Regions from separate parts of the Mus musculus genome. Here regions 2 and 3 are each linked to region 1. A link is a contact called in public Hi-C data. All regions are on one chromosome and are shown on one strand. Each heading gives the region's core, a stretch centred on a gene start, on an enhancer-like site or on the middle of the called end of the contact. The rest is flanking DNA. Distances are from core to core; before and after follow the strand shown.

Region 1 (3,271 bases), core at 309-2,808:
CTGGCTCCTAGGCCTCTGTGGTCAGGGAGTGTGGCAGGCACAGGCTTTTCCCATCAACAGAGTCTATGGTCAAGCTCAGCTGCACATCTCTCTACAGTGGGGCTGTGCTGCTCTCTGGCTGTGCTGTATTATACAGTGCAGTACCTTCCTTAAAGACTGTATCCTAGGGAAGCCTGTCATATGTATGTAAAGCGCTTGGGCGCCCACGTCCCTGCTTTGATGATGTAAATGGCCACAGACAGTTTGACTGGACCCTGTGTGTAAGAAGTTCAGGGTCCATTTTTCCAGGTGGTCTGGAAGAACAGACTTCACCTCAGTCTCTGAGTGTAAGTTGGCTGGGCTGGGCTCATCTGGTTTTGACTGTGTTTGTCCTAAGAAAATAAAAAAACCACTATGAATAAGTGAAAAGTCTTTTCCTCTGTGAAAATAGGGGTGAAGCTGCACATACACCAGGAAGAATACAGCTCTGAGAGGTGCCCCTGCACAGATGAGGCTGTGAACCCCATTCTCACTGCACTGCCCTCACACTGCAGTTCAAATAGATTGCATTTCTATCTCTTTCCTTATCACTGTGAAGGGCAAGCAGAAGTTGTGAACATGACGGGATGCGGTGCTGATGTTGATCTGAAGGATAAAATCCATTTGCTTTGGTGTTCTATATTTGGTTTCTTGCCCCATATATAAAAGTTCTAATGTCTGTCCTGACAAGCTGTTGGAATTTTTACTAAATAATTAAAGAAAAAAAAAACAGGACATTCTCTAAAACAAAACAAAACAAAAAACAAAAAAACAAAATCTACCCTTCTCCAAAGTGGTCACACAAATCAAAATGCTCCTACAGTCCTAAGAACTGAATTGGTTGAACTTTATTTATACAGAGGCTAAAATATACATAGAAAATAACAGCCATCATTATTTCAATAACATTGATCATCATCAACTTTAAAAATAAAAAGTTAGGAAATATAAACATTTATCATTTCATTTTTTTCTTTTATTTTTAAGAAATGAAATGTTTTCTTAGAAGTTAAAAAAAAAAAAAAACAACAAAAACAAAACCAAAAACAAAAAAAAACAAAAAAAAAAAAAACCAAGAAACAAACCCAAAACCAAAGCCTCTGCTGAGAAACGCCGAGTCCCAGCGTCTCCAAAGGATGGGAAGAGACTGAATGGAGCTGGAAAGCATTAGCTTGCTGTGGATTCCTCCTGTTCTTTCACTGAAAAATTAGACACAATTTTAAACCGCTAGCCAGACTGGGTATGAAATCTTCATTTCCCTTGAAACAGATTTTTTTCTTGTCTTAGATAGAATGCTGGCAGAGCGTATAAAAGAATTCAATTCACAGCTGTTCTACTTTTTTTAATGTAAGAAACATTAATCAAAGCTTTAAGTTATAAGCTTTTCTCATGTTGCTCAGTATCCCAGTTCAACAAAGATCAATAGAGGCCATCCCTGTGTTTCTCTCGCCTCACCAGGAAGCAGAGGCGTGATTATGTAAATGGAGCTCTGCACCTCTGCCAGCTTGCTTATCTCCCAAGCCTTCTGCCTGCTGCTCCTGGCTTCCCAAGCAAGTGCCTGCCTCTCTCTCTTATCTCCCAACAAAGCTCCAAGAGGCACGGCCTGAAGCCAGCGATGTTAAACAATGACGCATGGCTGATTTTATTTGTAAGTGATTTATTTCACTGAATTTAATTTTTTTCACTTTGTGTGTAAGATATTTGTTAACAAGTCAGCACAGGAGAAGCAAGCCTGGTTCAGAAGCAATTAACACAGGCTAGAAATCTATTAAGCATCCTTATAGCTATGCTGAAACCAGGGAAGGTGAGGGAAGCCCCTCATTGAGATTTTCAACATGCTGTACACTAAATATTCCACTTACTGTCTGACAGGCAATTAATCTGTAACAGCACATGAAAATAATTTACCAGTAATAATTTTATTCTTTAAAAAAACCTGTAATAATCATACCAACAATTTAAGTGGCAGGACATACTTTTTTCAAATTGATAGTATTATATAGAAATAGTATGTATCTAAAAATAAGGGAATCCATGGAAAATTCCACTGACCTACTAAATGAAAGCCATTATAATTTACTTTCTAAAGGCTCCACACCAGGTGCTGCTGTGGTCAGTGGCTTGTCCACATGACACTGGTGTACGAGGCCCTCTGTAATGACAGGCCTGGGGACACTGTCCTTCCCTGTCTCTGGCAGTAATCCCTGACCCTGGTATCTCAGCAGCATAATCCCCATTTAGCATTAGAGCGACGGCTTCAACTGTGAGGAACTCTTTTCTGATAAGTATGCAGTGATTTGGGCATCGCTTTTAAACACCATATTCCCAGCTCAGCAAGAAACTCACACTCCTGAATGAACCGGAGCACATTATTGAGAAAAAGTTCATTAACCTTGCTAGATTCGAGGGTTAACAGGATAGCAGAAGAAAGGAACACAGCGAACAGCTCGGATACAAAACAAATTAAAATGAATGTCATCATTCCTTTTGAAATTCATTAGTTGATTCAGAGGGGGAACGTTCTTCTTAAATTTGCAAGCATTTATCTGTGAAAAACAGGTGTACATCTGCTACTCAATACGTCTTAAGCGGGAGGGAGGAGAATCATGTAGACACTCACCCGTTCCACTGACAGAGTAGCTGGGAGAGGGAGAAAAGACTTGAGCAGCGAAATCCTCAAATGTCATGACTTCCCGGTGGTTTTGAATTATTGCTTCCAGATACAGAGCTCGCTCTTCGTAGCTTCGGTAATTAGTTAAGGAGACAAACACACGTGCAATTTTGCATGCAGAGCAGTGGGTGATTTGTTTTAAATGCAGTTACTCAGCTTTCCCGTTCTAATGCTCATCACTTACCCTTGGAAACTCTTCAGCATTTTGCCAGAAAATTAAATATTTGTCACATATAATAGTGAGATGCTAGTTCTTAAAACCTAGGTTTCTTTCAGGTAACATCATATATAATATTACACACACACACACATATATAAATATAAAATGTTACAAAATTATAGCAAAGTGCTGATTATTATACCATCTCGAAGGCTGGCTCAAGCCAGGAGAGAGGTGGTCGAGTAGACCAACATTGGAATGGTATGGCGTGACAGCCTTCCTCTTCACTCCGGATCTAGGTAACAAGGATTCTCATCTCAATCTAAGGACACAAGGAACTGATACTTCAAGTAAGAGCTGGTGATGTAGTGGTGAGCACTTTCAACAAAGGTAAGAAAACATAACCTAGTGGGAGGAGGAGG
Region 2 (3,271 bases), core at 247-2,746, 210 kb before region 1:
AGGACATAGACCAGAAGTTCTCAGCCCGTGGCTTGTGACCCCCCCTGGGGCTCAAATATCAGATATCCTGCATATCACATGTTTACATTTATGAGCCATAACAGTAGCAAAATTACAGTTATGAGGTAGCAATGAGATAACTTTATGGTTGGGGGTCTCCACAACACGAGGAACTGTATTAAAGGGTCACTGCATTAGGAAGGCTGAGAAGCACCGGCATAGACAATCACAGATATAATATATATTATATATACATACACACACAGCACCCTGGGCAGGGTTTCCTGGGTAATGCTGCTCAGTAACATGTGAAGTCAGGGTATGATGTGCAGTGGTTAAAGATTCTAGAAAGCATTTCTAGAAGCTCGTAAAATATGTTCGTGGCTACTTATAAAACAGTACATGAATCGTCTGCAAAGCATTATATTTATTAAAATACAGCTAATGTTCTGCTAGACTTCTTTGCTCTCTGACTCTAATTCAACAAATAGATACATCATTGCCAGTTTCGCTTTTCACAGTTTTACCCTTGAGGCTGAAATGATTTCTTGGCCCTGAGGTGTTATTATTATTATTTCCAAGATTTCATAAATGTCAGCCACCATTCTCTGTCAAGTTTTAAAAACTAGATTAAATGACTACTTAAAGCATTATTATACAAATTATGTATTATCTATTTCAACAAGCATAAATGCAGTTCACGGTTCAGTCGTTCTACAAATCAAAATCATTCGCTCCTCCTCTCCTGTTCCCCACATCCCAGTTCTTTCACGAGACCCTCATTTTATTTTTTAAAAAAAAGCCCAAGTAAAGTTACTGGAGCGCCTTCACATCTGGGCGAGGTTGCCCCCTGGATGGCATTTTCATCTCTGTGTGTCAAAGCGTCTTGTGCCAAACACACAAAGGTTAACAGGACTCAGATAACACAGCTTAATGGGGTCAGATCAAGCTGATTCATGATCACTGTGGAGAGGGATAGTCTCCTGGGGGAAATACTTGTACTGAAAAATCCCATAAACCAAACCACTTGTTTATCTGTCATTCCCACAGAGATAGTAAAGTAATTACCCTCATAATTATCTTCATTAGTGTGAGGCATTATCTGCAATTCATTCCTCTGCTCGAAGAGTATGTTTGTTTATTTGCTGATTTTTTTCCCCTCCCCTCTCTGACTTGGCCGAGTTAAGAGTTTTGTATTTGTCGAGCAGCACGAAGACATCTGCGCTGTGCCTCTGACATTCTCTCCCCTAAAATAGAGATGGTTGTCTTTCAGCTCCAGAGCTCTTACTCCCACTCCCTGACATCTGCCCTTCATTACTTGGTTCCCGTGCGACCACGACGACAGATTGTCTATCCTCTGGAAAAGCTTGGCATAAACGCTCCATCAAAGGAGGTCTCCAAGGATCAGGTGGGTAGCAGGGCGGCAGGCAGGGAGGCACGGTGCCAGCTCCCGCGGGCTTGGCAGATGGGGTGGCAGCCCTGTCTTCACCAAGCAGGCTGCTTCTTAATTACAGGGAACCTGGCGCTCATACCCTTACAGGCGGCGCCCTGCAAGGGCTCCCTGCAGCCTTGCCCTCGAGTGCTTATTTCATAGAAAGCCTAAAACAGTAGCCACATCCTCCTTCAGAGGATACAGCAGGGGCACCTCGTGTGTTGTTGCTGGTTCCTGGACAAATGAGTGACCTAGAGCCGTGCGCACCCCAGCATAGTTTTATCTTCCTTCCCCATCCTCAAAAGAAGAATCCTCTTTTCAATTGATCGTTCGCTTTAAGTCAGTCAGTGGTCTTTTTGCTGTTAGGACAAAGTTGACAGAGAAATGCCATGTTGGAGTTGTTGGGTGTTAAGCTGAGGATAAGCTGTTTGTTTGTTTTAAACATGCACACGTAAAAGTGGGAAGTCAAAATGAGCCTTGTTCATTTTACCTACCTCGAGGTAGAAAATAACCCTGGGACGCCATTGAGACCAGACAAGAAAAGGGTTGGAACCCGAGTGTAAATGTTTGTGAATGTGAAAGGCAAAGCCATGCTTTGATTGTAATTTAAGTGGACAGCATAACTGTGTGAACTTGACCAACATGTAGGCTTCCAATGTTCTGGGTACTTTGAGTTGAAGTTATTATAAAAACAAAATATTGTAGTGGCTAAGATTTGCTCTTCCTGAAAGCTAAAAGAGGAACATGAACGTGTGAGCGTTTAAAACATCGAGCTGAGGAGTTGCCCCTCAGAGATGAGGGGCCGCCTCAGCCTCCGCACAGAGGGAGGGTGCAGACACCTTGCTCCCAGCTCAGCCTTACAGGGGCAGGGATGGAGCAGACCCAGCCAAGAGGCCTCCTCTTCAAGTCTGGCCTGATCCTTATATTGGTAAAATTACAAAATTTATCCTTATCCCCTAACAATTACAAATTGTTGCTCATTGAAAATGAACAGCAAGTTGTTTGTTTTAACTTTTTTATTATCAAAAGTGACAAGCAGATTCAATTATTATAGAAGATAGTTTCCTACCCACCTCCCCAGCTCCCCATGAGTGAGAGACCTTTCCCTTATAGCTTTTTTTTAAATGTTCAATCTTTCCTAGTTTTTTAAAATTATTTATTTATTTATTATATGTAAGTACACTGTAGCTGTCTTCAGACACACCAGAAGAGGGCGTCAGATCTTGTTACAGATGGCTGTGAGCCACCATGTGGTTGCTGGGATTTGAACTCTGGACCTTCGGAAGAACAGTCAGGTGCTCTTACCCACTGAGCCATCTCACCAGCCCCCTCTTTCCTAGTTTTAACAACATTAATTCCTGGGGGAAAAAATGAGATTTAAAAAGCATAGACAGACAAAATCCAAGTTCAGTTATGCTACTGTTAGATTTTTGCGGACATAGAATCAGTCTTTCCAGTTGCTACAGAAGCTTCCATGTGCTTAGGTCTTCATAGATCAATTTAGTTTACACTTGGCTTCTTACTCCAAACCTCCCCTGGAGGACCACCAAAATCCCCATCTACTCAGCACCTGGAAGCAATGATGTATTCTTGGACAATTTGGGTCCTACGGGTCAGAGGGGAGGAGCCTCAGGAGGCAGAGGGCGTGGTCTCACCACAGGATGCTTTGCGGCTTGTGAATCAGATCCAAGAAAGGTAAGAGATCCTGACCCTTCTCCTGAAATGCCTTCACATAGACAGGGCTCCGTAAAAGGAAGGTCTTTTGCATAGTGGGGCTCCTGTGACTTCAGTCAGCACTGTCACGGAATGAGTGGGAGGGTTGGAGCTACAGGGGAGGCA
Region 3 (3,271 bases), core at 399-2,898, 160 kb after region 1:
GGGCAAGTTAATAAAAACCTACAAATAATTTAAAATCTCATTTTAGAAAAGTTTCAAAAACAATGTGGTCTTTGATTTAACTTCCCTTTCTTCGTGGTCTTCTAGTCAAATATTTTAAAGAAAGGTCAAAGCCCCAAAAGAAATACAGAAGGAAAAAGAATAAGACATTTAGGAGATTTTTTGCTCAGAATAAATATGAAGACCAGATACAACTTGTGGCTTGTTTTTACAGTTTCCTTGGTATGTAGCTTCTGTTTTCACTAATTTAGTGCTTAGGCCCATATTTGTATAATAAATATTTAAATTACTTTTTTGACTAAGGTAACATAAATTAAGATGTTTATCATGGTCATTATTTAAATAATTTGCTCCTATCTCTCTGGAAAACAGCACTTTTGAAGTTGTTTACTTTCCATTGCTAATTTATAACTTCATAGGACTGTGTTTATACACTAGGTAGGAAAAAAGTACTTCAGGATACAGTGTGTCCCACACATGTAGAGATGTTCCTGTGAGTGATTGTGTGTGTGTGTGTGTGTGTGTATTTAAACACCTTCAGGATGTAGGAAACACACTTATTTTGAAAAAGTAAGTGGTACTTTGTGTCTCAGTTCTTCCCCTTCAGCAGAGAAAACTCTCCTCTAGACTGAGAAGCAGTGTCTTAGGTAGCCAGTCTCCTGCAGATAGTATCGTGATACTTCCAGGGCCTAGTTCACATGGAAACCTCAGACATGCAAGAGAGAACCAGAAGAGAATAGGATTTCTAGTCTAGTATGTATTTCTAAAAACAATTCTGTTTAGCTTCAACTATGGAGAAAAAGTGACCTGTTGCTAAAGCTATGTTAAAACATTACTGTGCCGTGTCATTAAAATCTAAACTGGAATTAAGCCATTCTACTAGAAAGCTATGAACATAAGCTACTTTGCTTTGGCTTGCTGCTTGCTTTTACTAACTGGAGCTTTGGCAAGCCATTCTCAGCCTGCAATGAATACATGATAAGCCAGTCCTTAGCTCATTTATATGGTTAGCTCGTCACTAGAACTAGTTCACATCTCTCTGTATCCACATCCTTTGTTCTCACAGTGACTCTGGACTTCATTACGTGACTTACTTTGGTAGTAAGACTGAAGATGTGAGGCCTTAAAATTTTACTTCTATAACATTATATTAACAACCATGTGCCAACGTGCTGAATTATGAAACGTGTGTGTAGCCCAGTCACACTCACTGCCCTGGCTGACAGCCAGTCAGTTCCTAGAATCAGAGCACTCTAAGTGGCCACACAGCACAAAGAAAATCAAATGAAAATGAGAATTAGCAGTGGCAGAGTGTGCAACCCACATTATCAACTCATAAAATCATGGTCTAAATAAAAGAATGGTTAAGCTACTATGTTTTAAGGTGATTTGTCACATAGCAAAAGCCAACTGATACAGTCTACAAAAGGTTACTATTACTAAAACATAATCTATTATCAAACATATGTAACTTGGCAAAGCTTTGAAGAAAAGAGGCCTTCAAGGTCTCAGAACCAAGTGAAATTACTTATCACCCACAGAAATGTCTGTATTCTGTGACTCTCTTTGCTATAACCCTGAGAAGGTGCCTCTCTATTTCCCCAGGAAGCCCACGAGCCTCCCAGGCATTCTGCTGTTTAACCACACCTATAGCCACTTCCTACTCGGTCCAGTTTGTTTCTGCATTTGCTATGTACTATATGCATTTGAACGAACACATTTGAGTCTTTACAATATAAGTGAATAGACAAGTTAACTCAAGTGCCACAGTCCTTAGGAACTGTAACAGTGACAAGAGGGTGCCACTGTCATCTCCAACAGAGACTCCCATTATTTCACAACTCAAAACTACCACTTTTACTTCCTCAGGTCTTAAAACAGTTTGACCTAAAAACACAATAAAGCCAAAATGGCTCCCATCTCAAGCACTTGGAATTTTTCCACACGTTCTAGGCAGCATGTATCTTAGCAGTGTAGTATTTGGGCTGGACTTGCCTGGCTTTGATGTCTGTCTTTATCACTTCTTTCCTAAGCCACCCTGACTCACTGAATCACTATAAGGTCTTTGTATTTTTCATTTTCTGTCTATGACACAGCTGTAACTAAAAGAGCTACCATAAGGGTGAAGACCATGTAGAAAGCACTGGTCACTGTTACTCCTCTCAGTACTTTTCTCTGTTGTCTTCCACAGTCTCTTTAGTTATCAGTCAAGGGGACAAAGTAATAGACACAATCTAACAGCAGCATTGAAAAAAACACGAGGCAGCTGGTTCAGCTCGTTATGAACTACTACGCACTAAAAGCTTAGGTCCACACATGAGCACTCTCTCACCCGGTACCTCTGCTCTTACCTTTGCCACGCTGCTTCTTCTCCTTTTGTTCACTTAACTTATCTAGAGGTAGGTTTGTCATTTCAACTCCATACACAGTTCTGGCAAGCACGGCTGTCAAGGAATCCATGATGTTAGACCATTCAGTGATGAGTTCCTCCCATTCCGTAAGGGATGACAGCACCCTGAGAAAGTCATCCCAGAGCTCCCGAGAAATGTACACACAGAGGTTTGCTCGGATCCAAGCCACAATAAGTGTCTGAAACCAAACAAATTTATGATTTTTAACAAACAAAAAATTAAAATAACACCCTCTTCATTACTTTGGACCACCTGTATCTAGGATTTGAATTATGGTAACAAGTTATCTGAGGAAATATTATTCTAAAGTCCATGGCTAACACTGCTGTTGTCAGTAAGAAGACAAAACATCTCTGTCCAGCTATCTCAAACACCTTCCTGCATGTGTTGTCTAAGCCCCCATGTGCTGCAAGACTTTGAGCAGCTGAGACTGCTGCAGAATTCAAAGACAACTCACTGAATGAGACTGCCTTCACCGTCAGCCAGGAGACCTTCAGTCTAGCAGCACGTACCCAGCTTCAGCGCCTTCTGAGAGGCACGCCTACTCCTGCTCCAGGTTTCTTCCCAGAACCTTGTGCTTCAGACCGACATTCTCCAATTCGTCCTCACCTTAAAAACCCACATGCTCTCCTGGAAGTAGACTCTCTTCTGCTTATGGCCCTTTCCCTCCACTGTCACAGTCAAATTTTTCCACTCCATCATCTCCCAGACATCTGACTCTGGATTTTTCCATCTGACAGCTCTCCTCCTGCTGCTTGGGTTTTGTTTATCCATTTTTATAGCTCCACCACCCACTAAATGCTGTGTATGCTTCTGTTTTCATGGCTGGAGCTGACTGCTTT

The links. Hi-C and Micro-C count contacts between places; a contact is called where the count stands out from the background.
Region 2: a contact with region 1 is called in a Hi-C map of rod photoreceptor, with 4 times the contacts expected there. The contact joins the enhancer-like site here to the promoter of A930019D19Rik in region 1. A contact is called at or near these places in 10 of 39 promoter capture datasets (the 3T3-L1 cell line, the C10 cell line, the HPC-7 cell line and 6 more), 3 of 15 datasets of contacts at CTCF or cohesin (large pre-B cells, pro-B cells and stem cell-derived epiblast-like cells), 4 of 484 Hi-C or Micro-C datasets (the N1E-115 cell line, cerebellum, pre-B cells and 1 more), 1 of 115 datasets of contacts at active chromatin or transcription factors (neural progenitor cells) and 3 of 9 other capture datasets (adipose tissue, liver and pancreatic islet).
Region 3: a Hi-C map of Th1 cells shows a contact between it and region 1, with 2.1 times the contacts expected there. The contact joins the enhancer-like site here to the promoter of A930019D19Rik in region 1. A contact is called at or near these places in 6 of 39 promoter capture datasets (the 3T3-L1 cell line, the C10 cell line, embryonic stem cells and 2 more), 9 of 484 Hi-C or Micro-C datasets (the CH12 cell line, Th1 cells, cerebellum and 5 more) and 2 of 9 other capture datasets (adipose tissue and liver).

The regions. Positions count from the first base shown.
Region 1 is chr2:146,257,728-146,260,998 of GRCm38.p6, forward strand. A930019D19Rik (RIKEN cDNA A930019D19 gene) reads left to right here and starts at 1,559. Exons shown (of 4, transcript NR_040619.1): 1 at 1,559-1,666; 2 at 3,149-3,239. It overlaps Ralgapa2 (Ral GTPase activating protein, alpha subunit 2 (catalytic)), which reads right to left. Exons shown (of 41, transcript NM_001033348.3): 39 at 2,639-2,760.
Region 2 is chr2:146,044,140-146,047,410 of GRCm38.p6, forward strand. Cfap61 (cilia and flagella associated protein 61) reads left to right here. Exons shown (of 27, transcript NM_001369121.1): 17 at 1,274-1,408. Among named protein-coding and RNA genes, the nearest start is that of Gm34629, 54 kb to the right of the region's middle. Within about 2 kb of position 1,497, at least 34 of the 459 cell types and tissues checked have an H3K27ac peak or open chromatin away from gene starts, as enhancers often do. A contact at or near this core is called in cerebellum, pancreatic islet and rod photoreceptor, where this site is marked.
Region 3 is chr2:146,422,248-146,425,518 of GRCm38.p6, forward strand. Ralgapa2 (Ral GTPase activating protein, alpha subunit 2 (catalytic)) reads right to left here. Exons shown (of 41, transcript NM_001033348.3): 15 at 2,370-2,607. Among named protein-coding and RNA genes, the nearest start is that of Ralgapa2, 88 kb to the right of the region's middle. Within about 2 kb of position 1,649, at least 24 of the 459 cell types and tissues checked have an H3K27ac peak or open chromatin away from gene starts, as enhancers often do. A contact at or near this core is called in Th1 cells, where this site is marked.